3 separate regions of the Zea mays genome follow, and all the other regions are linked to region 1. A link is a contact called in public Hi-C data. All regions are on one chromosome and are shown on one strand. Each heading gives the region's core, a stretch centred on a gene start, on an enhancer-like site or on the middle of the called end of the contact. The rest is flanking DNA. Distances are from core to core; before and after follow the strand shown.

Region 1 (4,054 bases), core at 533-3,032:
ATTTAGCTTTGCTAATCATTCATGAAGAACCTTGAATGGAAATACTAGTTACTACCAAAAGAGAACCAATCATTTTCAAACAATTATCAGAAACATCATATAAGCTAGATCCAAAAAGTTTCAATGCAAAAAAGAATGCAACTTTAAACTTCCTTCAAAACCCCATTTATTTAACATGATTCAGAAAACTATAAACAGCCAATCTACTAATCTAGCATACACTGAAACTCTATATTTCCAAACAAAACAACGCATTGCAACTTCTGCTATCCAGTTGTAAATCTTTGATAAAAACATATTACATTTGAAGTCACATATTTTCATCTCAAATCGTAAATAGTATTAACTTGCCTAGGGTATCAACCATAAGTAAGATTCTTTCTCTAGAACACGCAGGAGATCTGTGCATCTTTTAATTAGAGGTAAGAGAAAGAAAGAACATCCCATACAACACAACCCTCATATCTCACCGGAGAGTAAGCAGGGGACGCCTTATATAGCACTAGAAGAACCACAAACACCTGAAAGAAAAATCCGAAGAATGACCCTAGCCTGCACTAATCAGGTTAGTCCTAGCCCCTGACCTATGACAATTCCTGAAGCTTTCGACCTCCAAGCCAAGGCCCCAAATTCTCATCTCCTCCAATATAAAATACAGATAGCCATTGAGAGAGGGGGGAAGCGCCATAAAAGACACACTTGTTTCTGTGAATCCATAATGTTCAAGCACCTAAATGACAGCACTGTCAAATCCCTTCTTGCTAGCCTTATCAATCTTCTGGCTGGACGCAATTAACAAGCAGCATACTGTGTGTTGTAATGTCATTTGAATCAAGTCAATTGTTCACACTTACTCACCCAATGCTCTGCATTCTATTTGAATCAAGGCTTCGTTCATGCTTACAATCAACTCAAACAGATATTCCATATCCCATCAGGGAAATATATCATCCAGAGTATAACCCAAATCTCCTTAATACGATGCATGATTGTGTGCAGAATGTTCGCAAAGAGAATGTCCAATTAAAATTACATCCAAAAACAACTAAATCTCAAGACTAAGCACCAACAAGGAAAAATAGCATTCAGGCATAGAACTTACGATCCAGTTGCGGGTCTTGGCAAGACGGCGGGCAAGCGCGTGGATGCAGTAGGCGACATCTGCCCGAGGCCTGGTGATGGACGTCGCTGCAACAACCCCTGTGATACCACCACGCAACAATCAACCATCATTAAACACTGCACGAACCCAAAAGCACGCACGCCCTTCCCTCCCCCCTTCAGAGCCTCCCCTCGCCACTTATAGGCACGATCTAATTCCGCCCGCCCCCAATAGAAAAACACTAAATTAGGCCGAAGCCTAGATACGCGGAAACACGGGGTATAAGAACAAATCAACGCACTGCGCAGGTGTCGCTCCTTAGGCGGGCACTCCACGTGGTTAGTCGCCTTCACGATCGCCACATCCAGATCCTACAAAAGCGAGTAGACGCCAATCAAAACCAGCAGATCCGAGCATGCTCCCGCGCCGCAGCACACCACTGGAGACTAGGGTTTGAAGGAACTGCCCAAACATAGGTCGGAAAAAATCCGGGAAAATCGGGGGGAAAGATACCGGATCGAAGGCACACCTTGAAGTCGGAGTTGAGATTGGCGATGCTAACGGTGGTGGTGTCCTTGATGGCGCCGTAGGCCTTGCGCCAGCTCTGCATCGACGCCATTTCCTCGGCGGGCCGCTTCGTCCACCTCGCCGGCCGGTGTTCTCCTCTTTGGCTCTTTTTTCTAATGTATTTCTGGACAGACTGGACTTGTTCTGGTTCCGGGGGACGCGTTAGGGCTTGTTTGGGGTTTTTTCTATTTCATCCTCAGGGCGGTTTTGCTGGCGTGTAAAATTTCGCCGACGGGAGGAGATTAAAAAAATAAAAATGAACAAGGCGTGGCTGCCTTTTTGCCGTTTTGCGAAGTTGCCTTGCCTACGAGTACGAGAGCGGGTGCGGCTCGACCGCTCGACCGCTCGAGGGCGGTTTACGAGCGGAAGGTTCGAGGCTTGAGGAAGGCGACGCCCGACGCCTATTCGCATTAAAAAAAAACTCCTTTGAACTAACATAAAATGTTTTTCCCTTTATGGCATGGCATTCAACGCTGATGGCTGTTTGTTCCTGACTAAATTTTAGTTCATAACATCAAACATTCAAATAACAAATCAATCTGATTGGTAAGACAAAATATATTAGCTTATTATACATCCATTTTAAACATTTACTTTTTTTCTTCTTGCATGTTAAGCACATGGTCACCTATGGCTATCATTATTCTTTTCATGATAGACCAACTCGCTAAACATTCAGGTGTGGACTTAGATCTATCTTTTATTCACAACGCGTAGAACAAAGATCAGTTCTCTGATTGTCGTGATTATCAAAAACCATACGTGTACACGATAGTTTCAGTGTATGCTCCAAAGAAATACACGGACGAATCCAAAGAAGTGAAGTGTCTCATGTGGAAAAAAACGTATTCTATGGCCTCATGCCTCTGTGTCAGAACGGACAGATAAAATCTCGTCCCGATCTGTACCGTTTTCTATATTTGATTCGACCGTTTTTGTATATTAAAAAATATGAAAACGGGACAGAAACGGAAGAGAGTTTATTCCGTCCGTTTTTGCGGGATCCTGTTTTTATCCGGATTTTATCCGTATTTATTCTGTATTTGATAAATATGGGACGAGCCTAATATGCATAGTATATAAACTAAAGTCTCGTGTCTTTAGGTGACAAATTATAACACCAGTGGCCATTGTAATCATCGGCTCTTTTCAATGACAAATGGTTTAAAGTCTTAAACAATATCGGATGTAACTAAATGTACACCATTAGCAATCAAACAACAATAGAATGTTGCGTCTCTATATCTATTTGTTTTATGTTATTGTTCTTCTAATCAAATACTAGTCAAACATCAATATCATTTTTATTTTTTATTTATATTAAATTATAAGTTTTTGTTAGTATTTCTGTTTTTGTTCGTTTTCTCAATTTCGTTTATCTCGCTCACGTTTCCGTTTCCAACTATTCCGGATATGAAAACGGGAGAGAAGTTTTCCGTCGGTTTTCATCCCTATGGGTGTCATCAGGCACTCCGATCGTACGAACAGACGCCTTCTCGCGTCGACCAATGAAACGGTGTTGGGATGTGGACCCCTTCTTCTACCATGTAACCAAAGCTGAAGAAAAAAAACAAATGGTTCCAGTGATGTCTCCTGCCCATGACCATGATTTATGATTAGCTGTTTGTCGTCCGTCGTCTGGAAATTCCGCGTCAGCCTTCCGTTGTGAACTTGTGATAATTGCGCGTCGCTGAATGAAGACAGGATGACCGGAGGGGAATCTAACACCAGCTTGACCACTGCCTATTACTGGTTTCGGTTTTACCCAATCATTGCTTGGATTTACTAGCTAGCACTAGGTTTCAAGCAGCCATCAATCTATCTATGGTTGTAATCGTGCTAAACTCTTTCTGGATGCGGTTCGGTGGTTGTCAGGGTGTTCATCAGCATTGTGTGAAGAGAGATAAGACACAAGTGATGATGGTCTAGTGAGAACCCAGTGCCTACTCGGTTTTGGATACGAACTGAACTGTGTCATGGACTGTTTCCCCCGAGGAACAAGGAATGGTAGGCATCTTGTACTGTACAAGTGATGGCTTATCATGGAATCTTGTACTGTACACCACATGGAATGGCGGCATTTACTAAAATTCTTCTCCCAGTTAGTAGTTACTACCAGCTAGCCCAACTACTTATTAAGTACTCCAAATAGGCTGTACTGATCGGCCTGCCTTGGGTTTTCATCGCGGGCCTTAGGGCTCCTTTGGATGATCCAATCCCTGCACGGATCCCAGCCTAATCCGTGTGAGAAATAAGGCATGTGTCTTCTCTTCCCCACATATCTCGGGCTACTGTTTAGATGAGGCACTGGCAAAAATGTCCTGGGCCTTTTTATTCCTAATCCTGTCGATCCATTGGGAAGTAAAAAAACTAGTCCACGCTCGT
Region 2 (4,054 bases), core at 851-3,350, 820 kb after region 1:
CCTCGCCGTGGCCGCGGCCTCCGACGCCCTCGCCGCCTCGAGCTCCTTGATCGACTCCCTGACCCTCTGCTCGACCGCCGCGATCTCGGCGCCGACGGCGTCCGCGTCCTCTGTCACGCTCTGGCTGTCCAGCTCCGTCAGCGCCCTCTCCTTCTCCGCTGCCTCGGTCTCCTCGCCCAGCCGCCGCAGCGCGGCCGACAGCTCGGCCAGCACCGCCTCGGCCCGCTCGTCCACGGCCGTGGCGGCGTCCAGCCGGGACCTGGCCGTGACAAGCCTGGCGTTCAGCTGGCTCACCTGCGCGCTGGCTCGTACCTCCTGCTCGGCGAGCCGGTCGATCTCCTCGGCCGTCTCCCCGCGGGTGCGTTCTACGGAGCCGGCGAACGCGCGGGCTCCCTCTTCTTTCATGGGCTCCTCCAGCTCGGCCTCCGCAGCCTGCCGCGCTGCCGTCGGTGCGGTCTCGGCGTCCACGACGGCGTGGGCCGTCGCCGGCACCGCCGCCGCCGTGTCCGCGGACTCGAGTCCCACGTCGGAGCTGCTGGCGGTGGCGAACCTCTCGTCAGGGTCGCTCGCTCCGAGGCTCCTGTCCCTACGCAGCACTAAGGCACGCGCCCTCGTGTCCTGCACGCCCTGCTTGCGGAATCCACCGGCCACGGCGAGCTCCATTATGCCTGGGCCACGCTCCTCGTTTCCCTCGCCGGCCTCTCCCTCCGCACCGTCGAGGGGAGGCGGACCGGGGCTCGTCGCTCTGGGCGTCGGCGTCTCCGCGACTCCCTCGGCCTCGGCCTCGGCCTCCCTCGCGGACTTCACCTCGCGCTGCAGCTGCCGGAGCTCCCTCTTGACGCGGTCCAGCTCCTGCATCACCTCGACGAGCAGCGTGCTGCTCTGATCCCGAGGATGGTCGGCGGCGTCCACCACCAACCCCGTCTTCTTCCTCCTGCTGCCGCTGGCACGTGTTCTTTGGAGCTCCGGCCTGTGAGAAGCCCTCGCCGTGGCGGCGTTGGCCTGCTCGACCTGCCGCTCCAGTTCCTGGGCCATGCCAGTCGCCCTTGACAGCTCGGACTCGGCACGGCCGCGCTCCCGCTCCGTGACGACGGCCCTGCGCTGGTCCAGCAGCCGCTCCAGGGTGGGTGATTGTGATTCGCTCGCAGTCGCGGGTGAGAATTTCTGCATGCATGCGCCACGGTCGGTGTCAAGCGCAGCACATCATTTTCATTTTCAGAGTTGAGAATTCAGATGGTACCTTGTTGGCGGCTCTTCTCCTGCTCCTCCCCGGCCTCCTCACATCGATGCTCTGGCCAAAAATGCTCATGGCCTCTCCCGACCTGATCTCTCCCGAGTTCTGCTCCATTTTACTCTCCATGTCCTTGAAAGATCTCTTAGAAGCTTGGTTATATAGTAGGACGGCAACAACATAAACGACAAGCGTTGGCGTTGAAGTTCCAAGCCTGGGAATGCATGGCAAAATTCAGAGGAGCCCCCCTCACTAGAAAAGCACATACAAAATACATCACAGTCGCAGCTCTACAGTATCCATGCTGTTGCTGTGGGGCATTCCTAGAAAGCGACCAAAATACCCAGCTCGCATTTCCCTTCATTTTCTTTTCGAAAATTGCTTCCTTGTTAACTCAGTTGCCTTGGTGGTTGGTTGGTTCATTGGACAGAATATAAATGGAGGTCCCGAGATCAGTTTGGGTGCTCCCACCAGCTAACGGCAGCCTGTGTGCAGAGGACAACGCCCGTGCCTTGGAGACTCCTGCGGGCTTACTAGCAAATACCAGACAACCACCTTGCTGTTGGCGCCTGTGTGCATAGGACAAGCTGTGGAAAATGTATCATCACCATCGTGAATTGCGGTGCATGAGCTTCATCCAGGGAATTGCTGCATTGTGCAGAGTCAGATCAGCAGCAAAGCGAGAACACTCGGCACCTGATGCTGCGATGACAACACAGTTGCCTTCTCCTTTTTGAAGATTCAGTTGCCTTCTCCTGTCTGGCTGATGAATTGAATTGATAAATAAAAGAATATTGTTGCTTGAGGCCATATAAGAACTAGAATTGAGACTGGTTGTTTGAATGAGAATTGAGAATTTAAATTAATTAAATTACATTGAATTTGTTGGGGTCCTCCCTAAATAGGAGAACACCCTTAAAAAATTAAGGTATGCTGCTAATTATGATGAGCACACAGTATTCTTTAGTAAAAGGCGAAAGAATAGTTCGCTTTGTGCTCACCACACAGCTCCGTGTTTTAGTCTGGTGACACCAACCCCTCTCTTATAACTTGTCCCGTAACCCTATGTCTATCAGCTCCACGATAAGGTACTAATAATCCCATGATCAACACCTACTTTCGGCCGAGTCTTCTGTCCAGGGTTCAAGTGGGCTGTTCTACATCCATCCATGGGCCGTCCAGCAATGAATCGTGCGGAGTCTGGCCTGCCAACGATTTCACAAGTGAAGTTCCACGCTGGCCGCTGGCTTCGAGCTTGCTGGACGCGCAGTCAGCGTCTTTAACGAGTTCTTTTTTTATTCGTTTCTTGCCAAAAGGGCTATCAAGGCGACCCTATCAAAGCAGCCCAGAGGCCACGGCCCATGTGCTGAACATCATTTGCAGCCCACGAGTTGGTCTGACCTATTTTTGCTGATACGTGTTCTGGAGTGAAAGGAAGTCTATTTTAGCTCTACCTCTATGTGAGTATCCGTGGTCTAATTTTTCTTACTAAATTTTAAAATTATATATATATATAGATATATATTACCTCCAAAGTTTTAAAACTTTTTATATTACGTCTCTATCTTAACTTGAATTGGTTTTAAAGGCAGTTTCATCATTTGTATTAACAAAATAAAAACTGTGTCTCTGTTAGATACTTGGTAAAACTTTTAAACGTAAAAAATGTTCCTAAGTTTATAGTTTTTAAGCAAACTCCAGAGTTAGATTAGGACAAGAAAATCCAAATAAAATATTTAGATCTCATGTTGGTATCCATATTCCCTAGAAGCTCTAAAGAATATATTTAGCTCTGGCAAGATTAAAAATGTATCTAAAAAAACTTGAAAATTTTGGTAAAACGTTATAGTCAATGTTTAAACATGTCTTAATAACTTTCTGCGACAAAAAAAGGTGCGGAGTATAAGATACAACTAGCATGAATGCAGCTTAAATGGTGAACAACGCAAATATATTTTTGCGGTAGCGGACAGATGTCCAACTTGTCACCGATCAAATTGATTTCAGACCTAACAAGATATAAACAAACGTCATCGTCTCGTTATTCTAAAAATTATTTTGAAAACGACACAAGATGAAGACCTTTGAATTGATTATTTCAGAATCAACTCAAAGCTCGGGGGCTACACCTATTGGGTGCGCCTTCGGTGCACCCAACAGATTCACAATGCCTGAAAGCCAAATGCTGATTTGAAAAGCAAAAGTATGAAGACCTTTGAATGGAATACTTCTAAAATCCACTCAAAGCCCCGGGACTACACAACTGATTCACAATGCCTGGAAGCCAAATGCTGATTTGAAAAGCAGAAGGATGAAGACATTTGAATGGATTACTTCTCAAATCCACTCAAAGCTCAGGGGCTACACTCATTGAGTGCACCTTCAGTGCACCCAACAGATTCACGACACCCTGAAGCCAAGTGCTGATTTCAAAAGCATAAATATGAAGACCTTTGAATGGATTACTTCTAAAATCCACTCAAAGCTTGGGGGCTACACCCAATGGGTGCACCTTCGGTACACCTAACAAATTCACGACGCCCTGAAGCCAAGTGTTGATTTCAAAAGTATAAAGATGAAGACCTTTGAATGGATTACTTCTAAAATCCACTCAAATCTCGGAGGCTACACCCAATGGGTGCACCTTTGGTGCACCCAATGACCCAACAGAGGTACAAATGATCAAGTCATGCCACAAACCCATGGGCAGGACCAGGAACCTTTGAGTCGATTATTTTAAAATCAACTCAAAGATTAGGGGCTTGTGGGGGACAGATATCCCCTGGGTCCACTAAAAGGCGAAAAACCTTGCGTGGGGCCACA
Region 3 (4,054 bases), core at 711-3,210, 600 kb after region 1:
GAAGCGGAGTTCGTCGTCTTCTGGGGCTGAGCCCAAGTCCGAGCCCTGGGTCGGGCGGAGCGGAGTTCGTCGTCTTCTGGGGCTGAGCCCAAGTCCGGGCCCTGGGTCGGGCGGAACGGAGTTCGCCGTCTTCCGGGACTTAGCCCGAGTCCGAGCCCTGGGTCGGGCGGAGCGGAGTTCGCCGTCTTCCGGGACTTAGCCCGAGTTCGAGCCCTGGGTCGGGCGGAGCGGAGTTCGCCGTCTTCCGGGACTTAGCCCGAGTCCGAGCCTTGGGTCGGGCGGAGTGGAGTTCGCCGTCTTCCGGGACTTAGCCCGAGTCCGAGCCCTGGGTCGGGCGGAGCGGAGTTCGCCGTCTTCTGGGACTTAGCCCGAGTCCGAGCCCTGGGCCGGACGAAGCGGAGCTTCCTATGGTGCCTCCGGCTAGGCCTGACTGCATGTCAGCCTCACTCTGTCAAGTGGCACCGCAGTCGGAGCGGCGCAGGCGACGTTGTCTTTCTGTCAGACCGGTCAGTGGAGCGGCGAAGTGACGGCGGTCACTTCGGCTCTGTTGGCTGAGGGGCGCGCGTCAGGATAAAGGTGTCAGGCCACCTTTGCATTAAATGCTCCTGCGATTCGGTCGGTCGGTGCGGCGATTTAGTCAGGGTTGCTTCTTGGCGAAGACAGGGCCTCGGGCGAGCCGGAAATATGTTCGCCGCTGGAGGGGGGCCTCGGGCGAGACGGAGATCTTCCGGGTTCGGCTGCCCTTGTCCGAGGCTAGGCTCGGGCGAGACGCGATCGAGTCCCTCGAATGGACTGATCCCTAACTTAATCGCACCCATCAGGCCTTTGCAGCTTTATGCTGATGGGGGTTACCAGCTGAGAATTAGGAGTATTGAGGGTCCCTAATTATGGTCCCCGACAATACTATTTATAGAATAAAGTTTAAAATAGGTGATAAAATAGAGAATCTGTTAGATATGACTTTAATAGTACTCCATTCGTTCACAAATGTTTGTCGCTATGATATTCGTGTCACCCAAACTTTATTAAAATTGACTAGATTTATTGAATTTATTAGCAACATTTGTATTTTCGAATAATTTTACTAAAAATAGATTCAAGGACCTAATGATACTAATTATGTATCATAGATATTAATATTTTTATATAAATGTGGTTAAAGTTAAAAATAATTGATTAGTAGGGAAAAGGCAGCCGGAAAACGGGGACAATCAGATAGACAGCGCGGGTTTAGAGATGGCAATGGGTAAATACCCACCGGGTATTACTACCCCATACTCATACCCACGACAAAAAAATAACCCCACCGGGTCACCCATATACACTGGTGGGTATGGATTTACCCCCATACCCATACCCACGTGGGTATGGGTCACCCATCGGGTCACCCGTACCCACAAAAATTAAACATCTATCAAAATATTATATTATACAAATATCAAGTATATCCATCTAAATACCATTACAAAATTTCTAGCATCATTTAACCATCCATTCAACACACATTGGGTGAATTACATGTTCCATTACCTGGTCATTAAATTGTCGTTAAGCCTTCTATGACATAATGACCTAAAAGATTATTAAATAGTAAAAAAGATGGATGACTAAAGTCTAAGTTCATGCTTGAGCTAAGTTTATATTGGGTATTTTATACCCACGGGTTAACGGGTATGGGTGAAGGTGGAACGTTCTAATACCCGTTTACCCATTGGGTGAAGATTTTTGCCCAATAACAGACCCACGGGTAGAATATTTAGCCCACATACATACCCTAATGGAGTAAATACCCATCGGGTATCGGGTCGCGGGTACCCATTGCCATCTCTACGCGGGTTCCCTCTTCTTCCTGAGGATGTGCGTGTGTTTGTTGGAATTTTTCAGAGGAAGAAGGGAAAAGCCTAGGAAAGCCACCGCTCACCTTCTCCGGAGCACCCCCACCACCAAACACAGCTAACAGCTTGGTGGGATGGGGGGAAAAGGCTTCCCTTTGGCTTGCCTGTGAGTGGGATCTCTTCTTCCTCCCCCAGAGCCCCTGCCCTCTTCCGCCGACAGCGAGAAAGCACGCGGCGCACAGCAACACGTCCCTGCCGTTCCTTTTGACTCCGGGGATCCCTCTCCTCCTTGCCTGCCGAGGAACCCACTAGCTTCCTACTACTTCCCCTCCGTCCTCTCGATCCCTCTCCCCGTTCCCTTGACCACCCGAGCATCAAGTGGCGGGGAGGGAACGCGGCGGCGCGGGCGAGGACCGATGGAGAAGGGGAGCGCGCCGGCGATGGCCCTGGCGCTCGCCATGCTTCTCGCCTGCTCCAGCATCGCTGCCGTCACGGCGCAGGAGACCGAGCGGATCGAAGGTACGCGGCGGCGGCGCGACCCCTCTATGCTTGTGTTCCTTTCCATCTTGCTTCTGATCTAGATGAGCACGTTCTTGTCAGTTTGTAGGGATCGAGCTACTCGTATTCTCTAGTGTTCTTTTTGCTCCTAGTACATACGTTTTCTCTAGTGAATTGGCAAAGCAAGAAGTTAGTATGACAGCTTGAGCTGTTTGGCCTCTGAACCCTGAATCCATATGCTACTGGGTTACAGATAACCAGAATGCAGGTTGATCCTTCGGTGTCCTTTTCATAGTTATTTGATCTGGTTAAAAACACCTTTTTTATCCGAACATCCTGCTCCTGCTGACATACACGCTTCAATTTTTTGTCGTTGACCAACTGATGCACTCTGTAGTGCCAAGTAACCCATCAAGCTTGACAAACAGGATCGTACTCAGTGGAGCATTCGATAGTACATGATGATAACCATCATTCATTCAGTTTAACATAGGCACACAATTCGTTTGAGACATGCAGATTGCTTAGCTAGCGGACCGTTGCTTCAGGGTTTTCTTAGCTAGGTATATTCTTTTCCCCACTTTTATGCTAGCCCTAATGCCGTGGCCAACAAAATGCAGGAAGCGCTGGTGATGTGTTAGAAGATAACCCTGTTGGGAGGCTCAAGGTCTTTGTCTATGATCTCCCCAGCAAATACAACAAGAAGCTGCTGAAGAAGGATCCTAGGTGCCTGAACCACATGTTTGCCGCCGAGATCTTCATGCACAGGTTCCTGTTGTCGAGTGCTGTCCGAACTTTTAATCCTGAGGAAGCAGATTGGTTCTACACGCCCGTATACACGACATGCGATCTCACCCCCAAGGGTCTTCCCTTGCCTTTCAAGTCTCCTCGAATGATGCGCAGCGCGATCCAGCTGATTGCTACGAATTGGCCTTACTGGAATAGATCAGAGGGCGCTGATCATTTCTTTGTCACGCCCCATGACTTTGGTGCTTGCTTTCATTATCAGGTACGATGCTAGTAGATTAAGTAGCGGTTACATGCATTTATGTATCCTTGAAGTAACGAAGATTAGATGTTTAGCATTTATCAATTATAGTTTAGTAGTGTGTAGCGTCGAAACAGCTGGATCATATCTGATTCTGGCAGTAATCATGGGGGCGATAGGGGTATCAAGATGATTGTATCAATATGAATCAACTACTCTTAACTTAATTTGTTTTCAGGCTCAATATGTTCTTTGCCCCTTCTAGAATAAACATGCCCCGGATTTTAGTTTACTTATAGATATGTCCATATTCATCATTCACTAACCACCTATAGGAAATAACCACTTACTCAGCTTCCAATTGACTACTCTTACTATCTGTTTCAATATCTGATTTTTCTGTAATAAACACTTCCACTGTATCAGGAAGAAAAAGCAATCGGACGGGGAATCCTTCCCTTGCTTCAGCGTGCTACGCTGGTTCAGACCTTCGGACAGAAGAACCATGTCTGCCTGAAGGATGGGTCCATCACCATCCCACCATACGCGCCTCCTCAGAAGATGCAGACTCACCTTATCCCTGCAGACACCCCTCGATCCATCTTCGTGTACTTCCGAGGTCTGTTCTATGACACCGGCAATGACCCCGAGGGTGGTTATTATGCGAGGTACTTCATACATCTGTCTACAAGCAATGCAATTGACACCTCCCTCGTTTCTCATCCTTCCATCG

What was found. Hi-C and Micro-C count contacts between places; a contact is called where the count stands out from the background.
Region 2: a contact with region 1 is called in a Hi-C map of tassel, with 4 times the contacts expected there. The contact joins the promoter of LOC103636980 here to the promoter of LOC100279280 in region 1. A contact is called at or near these places in 2 of 25 Hi-C or Micro-C datasets (ear and tassel).
Region 3: a contact with region 1 is called in a Hi-C map of ear, with 1.8 times the contacts expected there. The contact joins the promoter of LOC100284371 here to the promoter of LOC100279280 in region 1. A contact is called at or near these places in 3 of 25 Hi-C or Micro-C datasets (bundle sheath, ear and tassel).

The regions. Positions count from the first base shown.
Region 1 is chr8:65,328,051-65,332,104 of Zm-B73-REFERENCE-NAM-5.0, forward strand. LOC100279280 reads right to left here and starts at 1,783. Exons shown (of 15, transcript NM_001152301.1): 1 at 1,632-1,783; 2 at 1,404-1,473; 3 at 1,103-1,200. The coding sequence starts at 1,721.
Region 2 is chr8:66,147,119-66,151,172 of Zm-B73-REFERENCE-NAM-5.0, forward strand. It overlaps LOC103636980 (Protein PLASTID MOVEMENT IMPAIRED 2), which reads right to left and starts at 2,101. Exons shown (of 2, transcript XM_008659273.4): 1 at 1,241-2,101; 2 at 1-1,164. The coding sequence starts at 1,360. It overlaps LOC111590087 (U5 spliceosomal RNA), which reads right to left and starts at 2,241; the gene lies at 2,122-2,241.
Region 3 is chr8:65,923,371-65,927,424 of Zm-B73-REFERENCE-NAM-5.0, forward strand. LOC100284371 reads left to right here and starts at 1,961. Exons shown (of 4, transcript NM_001157266.1): 1 at 1,961-2,354; 2 at 2,954-3,342; 3 at 3,748-3,989. The coding sequence starts at 2,252.